Linked DNA regions of Ovis aries: region 1 is linked to region 2. Evidence: chromatin contacts called from public Hi-C data. All regions are on one chromosome and are shown on one strand. Each heading gives the region's core, a stretch centred on a gene start, on an enhancer-like site or on the middle of the called end of the contact. The rest is flanking DNA. Distances are from core to core; before and after follow the strand shown. Region 1 holds the start of SELENOT (selenoprotein T). Region 2 holds the start of SIAH2 (siah E3 ubiquitin protein ligase 2).

Region 1 (5,630 bases), core at 2,828-5,327, 170 kb before region 2:
AAACGGATCTTTGTTGGCAAAATAATGTCTCTGCTTTTTAATATGCTGTCTAGGTTGGTTATAACTTTCCTGCCAAGGAGTAAGCATCTTTTAATTTCATGGCTGCAATCACCATCTGCAGTGATTTTGGAGCCCAGAAACATCCATACATGACTACTGGGAAAAACCACTGCATGGACTATATGGACCTTTTTTAGGCAAAGTAATGTCTCTGTTTTTTAATATGTCATCTAGGTTTGTCATAGCTTTTCTTCCAAGGAGAGGAGTCTTTTAATTTCATGACTGCAGTCACCCATGGTGATTTTGGAGCCCAAGAAAAGAAAATCATTGTTTCTACTTTTTCCCCATCTATTTGCCATAAAGTGATGGAACCGGATGCCTTGATCTTAGTTTTCTGAATGTTGAGTTTTAAGCCAGCTTTTTCACTCTCACCCTTATCAAGAGGTTCTTTAGGTTCCTCTTTGCTTTCTGCCATTCAAGTGGTATAATTTGCATACCTGAGATTGTTGATTGGGAATCTTGATTCCAGCTTGTGAGTCATCCAGCCTGGCATTTTGCATTATGCACTCTGTAAGCAGGGTGACAATGTAGCCTTGACATACTCCTTTTGATTTTGAATTGGTCCATTGTTCCATGTCTGGTTCCAACTGTTGCTTCTTTTCCTGCATACTGGCTTCTCAGGAGACAGGTAAGGTGGTCTGGTATTCCCATCTCTTTAAGAATTTTTTGTAGTCTATTGTGATCCACACAGTCAAAGGCTTTAGCATAGGTAATGAAGCAGATTTTTTTGGAATTCCCTTGCTTTTTCTACAATCCAACAGATGTTGCCAACTTGATTCCTCTGCGTTTTCTAAATCTAGCTTGGACATCTGACTCATGGGCATACACATTTATTGAGAACTAGAACTCATACCTGATGCATTTCATTAATTATGGTATCTGGGCTAAATGATTCAAAATGACTAAAATTTACTAATTCTGAGGCTTTATTTTTCAAAAATATGGCCAAATTTTCTATTGGCATTCCCAATACTCTTCTCCAAATCATCTGAAGCCCATATACTATAATAATTTTCCTAAAACCCTCTTACTGAGACTCTCCTTGATTCCTGTGGTGTATGCTGCATTGAATAATAAACGAAACGTTACAAATTCCTGGTGTAATCTTGACCTTAAGGTTTTCTCTGATGGGACCTAAAACAGATATCAACCAATGGCAATGGATTACTTTTTACTTTGCTTTTGATTTTAGTCCTTTTTGTGTTCCCAATTTCTTGGTTGCAGAAAGTAGGCTTCATTTAGCCTCTTTGACATTCCCTGAGTTCCAAAGAGCAGATTCAAAAGGTTGCTGTCAGGGAAGTTAGAGAATGCAGAAACCAGAGAAGTGCAGTCAAGAAAGGGGGCAGGGTGGTGGTCCAGTGGTTAAGAATCCACCTGGCAATGCAGAGAACTATGATCCCACATGCCTTAGGCCAGCTATACTAGAATGCCACAACTGCTGAGCTGCTGTGTGACAACTGGAGAGTCCTTGAGCTGCATTGAAGGTCCTTCACGACGCAGTGAAGATCCCAAGTGCCAACACTAAGACGGGATGAAGCCAAGAAAAAAAAAGAGAATTTGTGCAGCCACAACAGTGTGGTCTTGGGAAATAGGCAGAGACTACAAGGCCCCTACTCAGGTGGAGGATGGTAATTTAAGGCTGAGCCCAAGATTCCCGGTACACCACCATTACTTCACCACCAACCTATCAAAAGAAAGCCACCCACACTGAGGCCTCACCCCAAATTTTGCTTATAAAACTATCCCCCCCAACCATCGAAGATTTCAGGATTTTAGGCACAAAGCACTCATCCCCTTTGTATTGGCGCATTTATAGTAAATGCTGCGTTTTCCTTCACTACAGTCCAATGTCAGTAGCTCGTAGTGAGCAGACCCATTTGGTTCAGTAACAATTTGAAAAATTAACAATAAAAATAAATACTAAGGAGAAATTTGAACAGTGGATATTTTGGTATGAAGCAATAATTCATTTTTTACAGTGGAATAATGGCATTGTCAAAGCCTTTGACTGTGTGGATCACAATAAACTGTGGAAAATTCTGAAAGAGATGGGAACACCAGACCACCTAACCTGCCTCTTCAGAAACCTATATGCAGGTCAGGAAGCAACAGTTAGAACTGGAAATGGAACAACAGACTGGTTCCAAATAGGAAAAGGAGTACGTCAAGGCTGTATATTGTCACCCTGCTTATTTAACTTCTATGCAGAATACATCATGAGAAATGCTGGGCTGGAAGAAGCACAAGCTGGAATCAAGATTGCCAGGAAAAGTATCAATAATCTCAGATATGCAGATAACACCACCCTTATGGCAGAAAGTGAAGTGGAACTAAAAAGTCTCTTAATGAAAGTGAAAGAGAAGAGTGAAAAAGTTGGCTTAAAGCTCAACATTTAAAAAATGAAGATCATCCCATCTGGTCCCATTCATGGGAAATGGGGGAACAGTGGAAACAGTGTCAGACTTTATCTTTTTGGGCTCCAAAATCACTGCAGATGGTGATTGCAGCCATGAAATTAAAAGACACTCCTTGGAAGGAAAGTTATGACCAACCTAGACAGCATATTGAAAAGCAGAGACATTACTTTGCCAACAAAGGTCCGTTTAGTCAAGGCTATGGTTTTTCCTGTGGTCATGTATGGATGTGAGAGTTGGACTGTGAAGAAAGCTGAGCGCCAAAGAATTTATGCTTTTGAACTGTGGTGTTGGAGAAGACTCTTCAGAGTCCCTTGGCTGCAAGGAAATCCAACCAGTCCATTCTAAAGGAGATCAGCCCTGGGTGTTCTTTGGAAGGAATGATGCTAAAGCTGAAACTCCAGTGCTTTGGCCACCTCATGTGAAGAGTTGACTCATTGGAAAAGACTCTGATGCTGGGAGAGATTGGGGGCTGGAGGAGAAGGGGACGACAGAGGATGAGATGGCTGGATGGCATCACCCCAACTCGATGGAGGTGAGTTTGAGTGAACTCCGGGAGATGGTGATGGACAGGGAGGCCTGGTGCTGCAATTCATGGGTTCGCAAAGAGTCTGACACGACTGAGCGACTGAACTGAACTGAATGGTATTGTGATCAGTTCCCGCTCCCCTCCCCCCCAGATGGTTATTTTTTAGATATACACCCTTAAAAATCTATAGATGAAGTTATTTGTCTCCTACTATCTTCCCTTTGGGAAAAGCAGTTAGAGCTATACTACAGACAATTAAGATTGTCAAAATGCCAGTAATGTTAACGGTGAGTAAGGTAATTATTCTGTTCTTTTATATGATTTTGGGAATTCCCTGGTAGCTCACTCGGTAAAGAACCTGCCTGTACTGCAGGAGACCAGGCTTCAGTCCCTGAATTTGGAAGATCCCCTGGAGAAGGAAATAGCAACCCACTCCAGTATTCTTGCCTAGGAAATTCCATGGACAAAGAAGCCTGTCGGGCTACAGTCCATGGGATCACAAGAGTGGGACACGACTTAGCGACTAAAACCACTATATAATTAAGTTTTCCAAAGGTCTTTTTTTTTTTTTTTTAAGATTCCTTTAGGAAAGAGCAATATTGCAAGGAAATTCAAACAAAAGGCCATAGCACGCGGCCAGAAAGACTGAAGCATTCCTGTTCGGAAGGCAGCTGCTGCTGCTAAGTTGCTTCAGTCCTGTCCGACTCTGTGCGACCCCATAGATGGCAGCCCACCAGGCTCCGTCCACAGGATTCTCCAGGCAAGAATACTGGAGAGGGTTGCCATTTCCTTCTCCGTTCGGAAGGCAGGGGCTTTCTCTTTTAGCTCCCACACCTGAATCAAGACTGTTAAACACGTGTTCTTAAACGTCTCGGGGATATAAATGTCTGAATTAAACTGTATACAGAATCCAGTTGTGTCGCGAGCTTTCATCAACTGGCTCCTCCTGTCATTCCACCCCACAGCCTCCGGCGCACACCCAACATGGTGGGTCAGGACAGTAAAATGGGTCAGCGCTCCCTCTCACAGCCTGCGCCGGCGCCGGGATGCGCATGCGCATTCCTGCTTCTCTCGTCGACCTTGGCGGATCGCGTTTGCGCGGTGGGGATCAGTTCTCAGCACCCGCTCGGCTTTGGGCTGGCTGCGGTCTCAGTGTGAGGGCGGCCGAAGTGGCTGGCTCGTTTAAGATGAGGCTTCTGCTACTTCTGCTGGTGGCGGCGTCGGCGGTGGTCCGGAGCGATGCCTCAGCCAACTTGGGCGGCGGCGTGCCTGGCAAGAGATTAAAGATGCAGTACGCCACGGGGCCTCTGCTCAAGTTCCAGATTTGGTAAGTAGGTACGCCGGTTCCCGGCCGCGCCTCTGCTCGGCCCCTCTGACTACGCGAGGCCCCGGATCCGCGGCCTAGAGGGCTGAACCTTCCCCGGCCCGGAAGAACGGCGCCAGCAGCCTTCCGCCGCCTGCCTCCTCCGGTCTCTTCCCGGGGATGGCCTGGCCGCCCTCCTTGCCTCCAAGCACAGCCGCTCACTTTGTTTTTATTTTTATTTCTTTGGTTTCTCGAATGAATGGAATGGGAACGGAGGGAAGGGGAATGGCAAATACTGAAAGGCGAAGGCTTGGGGACACTTGTCAGTACGGAGAACCGGTCGGCGGCGTCACGCCACGGCCATCCGGCTGCCTTGCGGAGGTGGGTTATGTATGAGTCGGCGCAGTGTCAGCGCGGGAGCTCCAGCGTTTGTCACTGGCTTCACTTTTCCCCTCGCCTTTCTCGGGTAACGCCTGGCGGCCTCGCTGCCCTGCTAGACGAAGGTTAACTTGGGCCATTGGAGGGATCCCGCGAGGGACAGACGTCTTTTTCTCCAGGATCCGCCAAAGTGACTGTTGGATGAGGGAGACGGGATTCTGATAGCTGATGGGCTTGGATGGGGAAGCTGATTCTCCGTTTGCAATTTCCAAAGTGTTTTTGAAAAGGAGCACGTTGCCCTTCTGACAAGCGTTCACTCCCAGACAACTGCATCTTCTTCTCCAATCCCCTTACTCCCGGGAGTTCCTTGCCCTGGCATCTCTCTCCACCTTTCAGATCTCTTGGGCCTTAGAAATAGCAAAAACAATCCCTCATCCCCCCAAACCCGGCAGTTTTTGACAATTTTCTGTAAGTTTGTTGTTACCTAGATAAGTACTAGAAGCAGAATAGCAAGGCATGCGATAAGGTAAGTGGTATTGGGGAACGTTTGAAAGGCTCCGATGAAAAACAAAAAACAAAATTGTAAAATTGTAGAAATTAGAATCCTGTATCTCAAAAGATGGTTTGTTTTTTTGTTTTCTTTCCTCAGAAGACGGTGGTCAGGTTAGTAAATCTGGAGAATCCTGTTATTTTTGAATACTGGTGTTGGCTTTAATACATTTAAAGTCAGTTTTTTCAAGCTTCATGTATTAATATGTGTACTAAAATTTAGATTTTCTGCTTATCCAATTAGCTTTTTGCTCAATCTTAAAGACTAAGCAAATCTTTAAAATTAAATCAGTTTAAGTGACATTTAAAGAAAGTCAGAAAATAAGATTTTTGAAGTGAAAACTAAAACCTTGCTTCTTTCTGATTGAAAAAAGCTTCCTGTAGTGTTTACTGTGTG
Region 2 (5,468 bases), core at 2,641-5,140:
CAGCAGCTATGTTGTCTCACTGGGATGTGTCCATCTGGTGACCTCATCCAGTCGGATGATTTTGTTACTGGTGTCAACCTCAGGTTGTGATCTGGAGCCTCCGAGTATAACCTCAGACTCCAAAATCAAAGGATGTGTGCCTTCAGGATGAAGGTTTATGAACTGGTCCACCATGTGATCTCAAGTCACTTAACTCTTAACCTCTCTATAGGCGCATGTTTCCTCACCTGAGAATAAGAAAGGTAGACTCATAAAAGATAACCCACACAAAGAAGCTGGCATGCAGAGGGCCTTAACAAGCATTCCATAGAGCCTCCCTTCTTTTAATGGAGTTCCAGAACCTACGGGTCCTTAGAAGTTGAACAGTCCAATCCCCTCATTACAGATGAAAATAGCAGGCTCTCAGAGGTAGTCTCTCAGGCAAACAATGGCAGTGCCAGGCAACTCTTGAGAGCTGGCTTTTGGTATTTTACCCAACACGGGTTTTCTCCCATGAAAGACTCAGACCAAGTAGGGACAAGGCAGTCCCTATGACTTTCAGGAGCAAGTGTGAAGCATAGGGCTGGCTAAGCAGACCACTGTGTTGGAGTTTGCCATAGGCCTCACCACTCCCTATTGCTCTCAGCCTTCCCAACGAATATCATTTCAGTTGTTTGCTGAGTCTCTGTATCCATCCGAGTTTGATTTATCCAGACTAACTGGCTGAGTTCCCCTGTCAATAGTCTGGATTACTGATCAATCAACGTTGAGGCGTGCATATTCCAGCTTTACAAATCTCACATGTATGTATTTACACAAAAGTGACCTCCTCCCCCCAAGGTCACTTTCTAAGCTGGATTCCTGGTCTACAGGGGGATGGTTGACCTTGTTTAATTTCAGCTTGCAAAGCAATGGCTTTATCCAGCTGCAGTCCTACAGAATGGGACCTTTCTAAAAATCAGTGACATAAACAGAAACACTGGATACCCTTGATTCCCAAGAGAACTCTTCTTCAAGACATATCACATTAGGAAAGAATATATACTTCAGTAGGAACAATAATTCGGGATTCTGAAAGTGAAACTTCACACTTCATATAGTATGTTATAACTGCCCCCATTCTCTAAGGAGCAAGCAACATAATGCTCTTATGATACTGCTTTAAAAAATAAATTAGGGACGGCTTGTTCAGTTGCTAAATTGTGTCCGACTCTGTGACCACATGGACTGTAGCTCGCCCAGGCTCCTCTGTCCATGGGATTTCCCCAGGCAAGAATACTGGAGTGGGTAGCCATTCCCTTCTCCAGGGGATATTCCCCACCCAGGGATTGAACCCGCATCTCCTGCATTGTCAGGCAGATAGGGATAGCTGACTGATATCAAATGCTCATTTGTAAAATGTTATTCATCTGAAATCATTTCTTCTGTTAGCCACTAAAGGCCTAGGGGAAAGTGAAGGCTGAGAAGATGGCTCCCCAGAAACCCTGTGGGGCATCCCCCACCTACTCACCCAGCTTCCACAAAATATCTCAAACCTCAAATATCCACTCTTATGTCACTAATCACCAAATCTTCTCTTGGTCACTAGGCTACCACCTTGTTCATGACCCTAAGAAAATTTTGAAACTGTTTTGTGTAAATTTTATGACAAACTACTACTGGGCTGGGTGCATTAGTAAGCATTGCATGAGGAGTGGTTCAAAGCATGATAATTTATTAGGGTTGACTGAAAACCCAGAGCTCAAACACAAGTTCAAACGCTTATTTGAATATGCTATTTTAAACCCTATTTGTGGCAGGACACAGACCAAATTAAATCACTCATTTTACTGACATTCGTCCCAAGCTTCAGTTCTCTGGTGGATTATTTTTAATTTAAAAATAAGCCCTTGCCCTATAAAAGTAAGCAGCAGCAAAGAGAAATCAATGCCAGAGAGCCTAAATGGCCCATGAAGCGCTTTACCAAAAAAACTCCAAAAATATTAATGACATTATTTCTAAGTTTAAAAAATGAGATGTATGGTAAAATTCTAGGTTATAATGCGGTAATATAGATAGATACGTCTCTATCTGCTCCTGAAACTGCTCCTGAAGATTTTTACCCAAAAGATGTAAACTGATGTTACAGTATGACCACACAATGCAAAATTATGCAGCCATTTAAAATACAATGAGATAGACTTAGGCTGCAGACATATAAAAACATGTGTGATGAAACGAACTTAAGTCAGCAAGCTGCAGAAGCCATTTTTGGAGAAAAACTTACGTGTGCATATATAAACCTTCCTGACATTAACATCGACCATTCTATATTCAGCTGCGGAGAGTGTATTTATACATGGTTAGAAAAAACTCCATGCAGATGCATACTAAACCTAACATTGGTGGGAAAGGAGACGTTTGGGTCTTTCACTTGTCTCAGTGATGTGCCCTTTTTTTTTTTTCTTTTGCAAGAGCACTGATAATTTTTTAACTAAACAAAAAATAAAGTGGTGGGCTTTAAAGAACTGTAACAACAGCTCCTGCGTGCCCTTCCAGTTAAATTCCCCATCAACTCTTGTTTTCTCCCCACTTAGTAAAATAACACAACTCATCAGTCCTTGGAAGGCTAGGAGAGGGAAAGGCGTGGCTTACAAGGTTTTCTTGTTGGAGGAAAACAGGCTGTAGGCGCCCTTTTTTTTTTTTTTTTTAGCTACACTCCCGAGGGCTCCCACGTGTCAGGGGTGCGCAGAAGGCAGACGCGGGGGGGGGGCAGGAGGAATCCAGGACCAGTCCTTCCAAGCCCAGCGCTGGCGAGGGGTGCGTTTAATTCGCTCCTTTCCCCTCTCCTCTGTCCCCCACAGATAGTCAGCTTCTGGGTCCAAGTTTTCCTTCGGCGGCCCAGCTCTACCCAGGCTGAGTACACGTCTGCAGAGTACGCAGGCTCCGGGTGGGGACAGCGTGATCGCGTGCCAATCAGGCTGGGGTCAGTGATCGGGCAGCAGTCGGCCCAGAGCTGCTCCCAAAGTGGACAGGTGGCATGGGGGAGGGCGAACACGGTGTAAACTTTTTTTCCCCCCCAGTTAATGAGAGAAGCCCACTGCCTCTCAGCGCCCGCGAATGGGCTGGGGACACAGGAGTCCCAGGAGGTCGCCGGGCGGTGGTGCGTGGCTGGCACCTGGGCTTACCTTGCAGGGAAACAGAACTGCCGAGGCCACCTTCTCCATAGCCAGGTTCCTGATGCTGGGCGTCAGGGCGCCCCGGCACGTCGGGCAGCAGCTCAACTTCTGGCGGCATTGGTTACACACCAGGTGCCCGGCCTGGCACTGCAGGATGGGAGGCAGGACATAGTCAAAGCACACCGGGCACTCGAAGAGCGAGGTCAGCTCGTGGTGCTGCGGAGACACTGGCCCAGCCCCGCCGCCGCCGCCGCCGCCGCCGCCGGGGCCCGAGACCACCGCCGCCGCGGCGGGCACCGCGGACGAGCCGGGGCCCGCAGCCGAGATGGTGGCGGCGGCCGGGGGCGCAGCCGGGGACGGAGCGTGCTGTGGCTGCGGCGGCGGCTGCTTGCTGCAGGGTTTGTTAGCGCTGGGGCCGGTGGAGGACGGGCGGCTCATTGCGCTCCGAACCAACCATGGAACTGCGGGCGTCTGCCTGCCGCGGGGCCGCCGGGGTCAAGGCGGTGCGCGCCCCGCGGGCGGCGGGCTCCTGGGCAACGCCACCGCGCCCAGCCCGGGACCGAGCAGCGGAGACGATCGGCGCCGGGCAGGATGGAGGGCTGGACCGCGCTGACGATCTCCGCGGTCCCCGGCGCTCCGAACACCCCTTCGAGCCCCCAAACTCCTCCTCCCGGCGGTGTCGCGGCCCCGAAGCCGAGCGGCGCGCAGAACCCCGGCCCACCAGCTACCGGAGCGGCCGCTGACGCAAGCCCCGGGGGCGCGCGCGGACGTGACGCTTGGACACGTGTGCGGCCGCCCGGGCGCGCGGGGACTGGCAGAACCACCCGGAGCTGGAGCTCCGGCTCCGCCCGACTCCAGCTGGCAGCGCTGGGGACCGCCTAGCGCCAGCGCTTCCTGCCTGGGCTGCGGTCCCGGCCCGCGCCAGTGAGCATGCCCGGCTCGCCGCTGCCGCCGCGCGGGGTCTCCTTTTCCGGGCCGCGGAGGAGTCCGCCCTTCGGCAAGGCGTCGCCTGAGTTCTTCGGCCACACCCCGGGGAGTCACGCCAACGCGTTCCGCGGGCTCAGAGCCGAAGGATAACTTTAGGCGGGGCGGGGGCTTGGGTGGGGGGGGGGGCGGGGCGGGACGCGGGTGCCCCAGGGACAGGTCGGAAAAAACCGAGAGGTTTCTTTTCCCAGGGTTGAGTCAGCAGCACGCGGGGGAGGCGTGACCGCGGTCAGGACGGCTCTTACTTAGACCCGGAGCTTTGGGCGGGAGCAGGGCAAGGGGCTCGGGATGGGTCTGCAGCGGGCGCAGGACCTAGTGCTGGGATGTTAAGGATATGTTTGGACCACTCTTTGGTCCTGCTCTTCCCAGGGGGAAAGGAGGTAAACTAGTCTTTTACCATTGGCCCTGCCAAAGCCTTCGTTGAATTGAGTTGAGCGCCTCTGACTTGCTAGAGGGCCAGGGAGGGAGTTCACGGACAGAGTTAACTAAAAGGAGTTCGAGATCGCCAGAATCTAAGAATGCCAGAAATGCGGCTAGGGTCCTGAAACCCCGGGAAAACAATGGATGATGCTCCAGTATAACGCATCTTTATCTTTGAGATCCCGCGGAAGTCCAAGACTTTGATGGCAAGGTGTGGGCCCTGGCCCCACACGCTCAGCCGAAGCCCTGGAGTGAGAACCGCAAGTTAACGTGTACGGAGTTGAATTGCTTTTCTGCAACTTTGACCCACTGACACTGGAATTGAGGCAATGAACTATGTAGCTGGGACTCAGGTCTTTCTTTGTAGGAGAGGCAGTGGTAAAGACTAGGTGAAAAATGGGCCTCTGCTTACCATCAATGTGACTTTGGACAAGTTCTTTATTTCTTTGTGCCTCAGTTTCCTCATTTGAGAAAGTGGAATAAAAACAGTACCTATCTTATGGGTGGGATAGTGAGGATTAAATGAGTTTGTTATATGCCAAGAACCTGGCCCATCATAATAGCTGGTTAAAAGTTTAGCAGTTATTTTTAAAAAGTAGTATTAGGGAATGTTTAATAATATTAATGAGTCCTCAGTGAATAAAATTTGTCCAAAAAATAGACTGTTAGAAGCCAGAAGAAAGTTTAGTCTTATACACGGTATATAGAAAGATTACATGCAAGGATTTTGTTGCATTTGATCTAAATCTTGAAAAAAATTAATAGATAACGTTGCTCAATCTTAAGTAAATGTTTCCTGAGCATTTATTATGTACCAGCAGTCACTGTTGGACTCTGACAGTGGTTCTAGTTTAGTCTACTAATAGTAAGGGAACACTATGCTAATAGCCAAACACTCATGAAAGAGAGTTTCAGATGAATAGGTGA

The links. Hi-C and Micro-C count contacts between places; a contact is called where the count stands out from the background.
Region 1: a contact with region 2 is called in a Hi-C map of hypothalamus, with 2.3 times the contacts expected there. The contact joins the promoter of SELENOT here to the promoter of SIAH2 in region 2.

What each region holds. Positions count from the first base shown.
Region 1 is chr1:238,254,603-238,260,232 of ARS-UI_Ramb_v3.0, reverse strand. It overlaps SELENOT (selenoprotein T), which reads left to right and starts at 4,077. Exons shown (of 6, transcript XM_004003256.6): 1 at 4,077-4,330. The coding sequence starts at 4,191.
Region 2 is chr1:238,088,172-238,093,639 of ARS-UI_Ramb_v3.0, reverse strand. It overlaps SIAH2 (siah E3 ubiquitin protein ligase 2), which reads right to left and starts at 3,890. Exons shown (of 2, transcript XM_015092602.3): 1 at 3,147-3,890. The coding sequence starts at 3,575.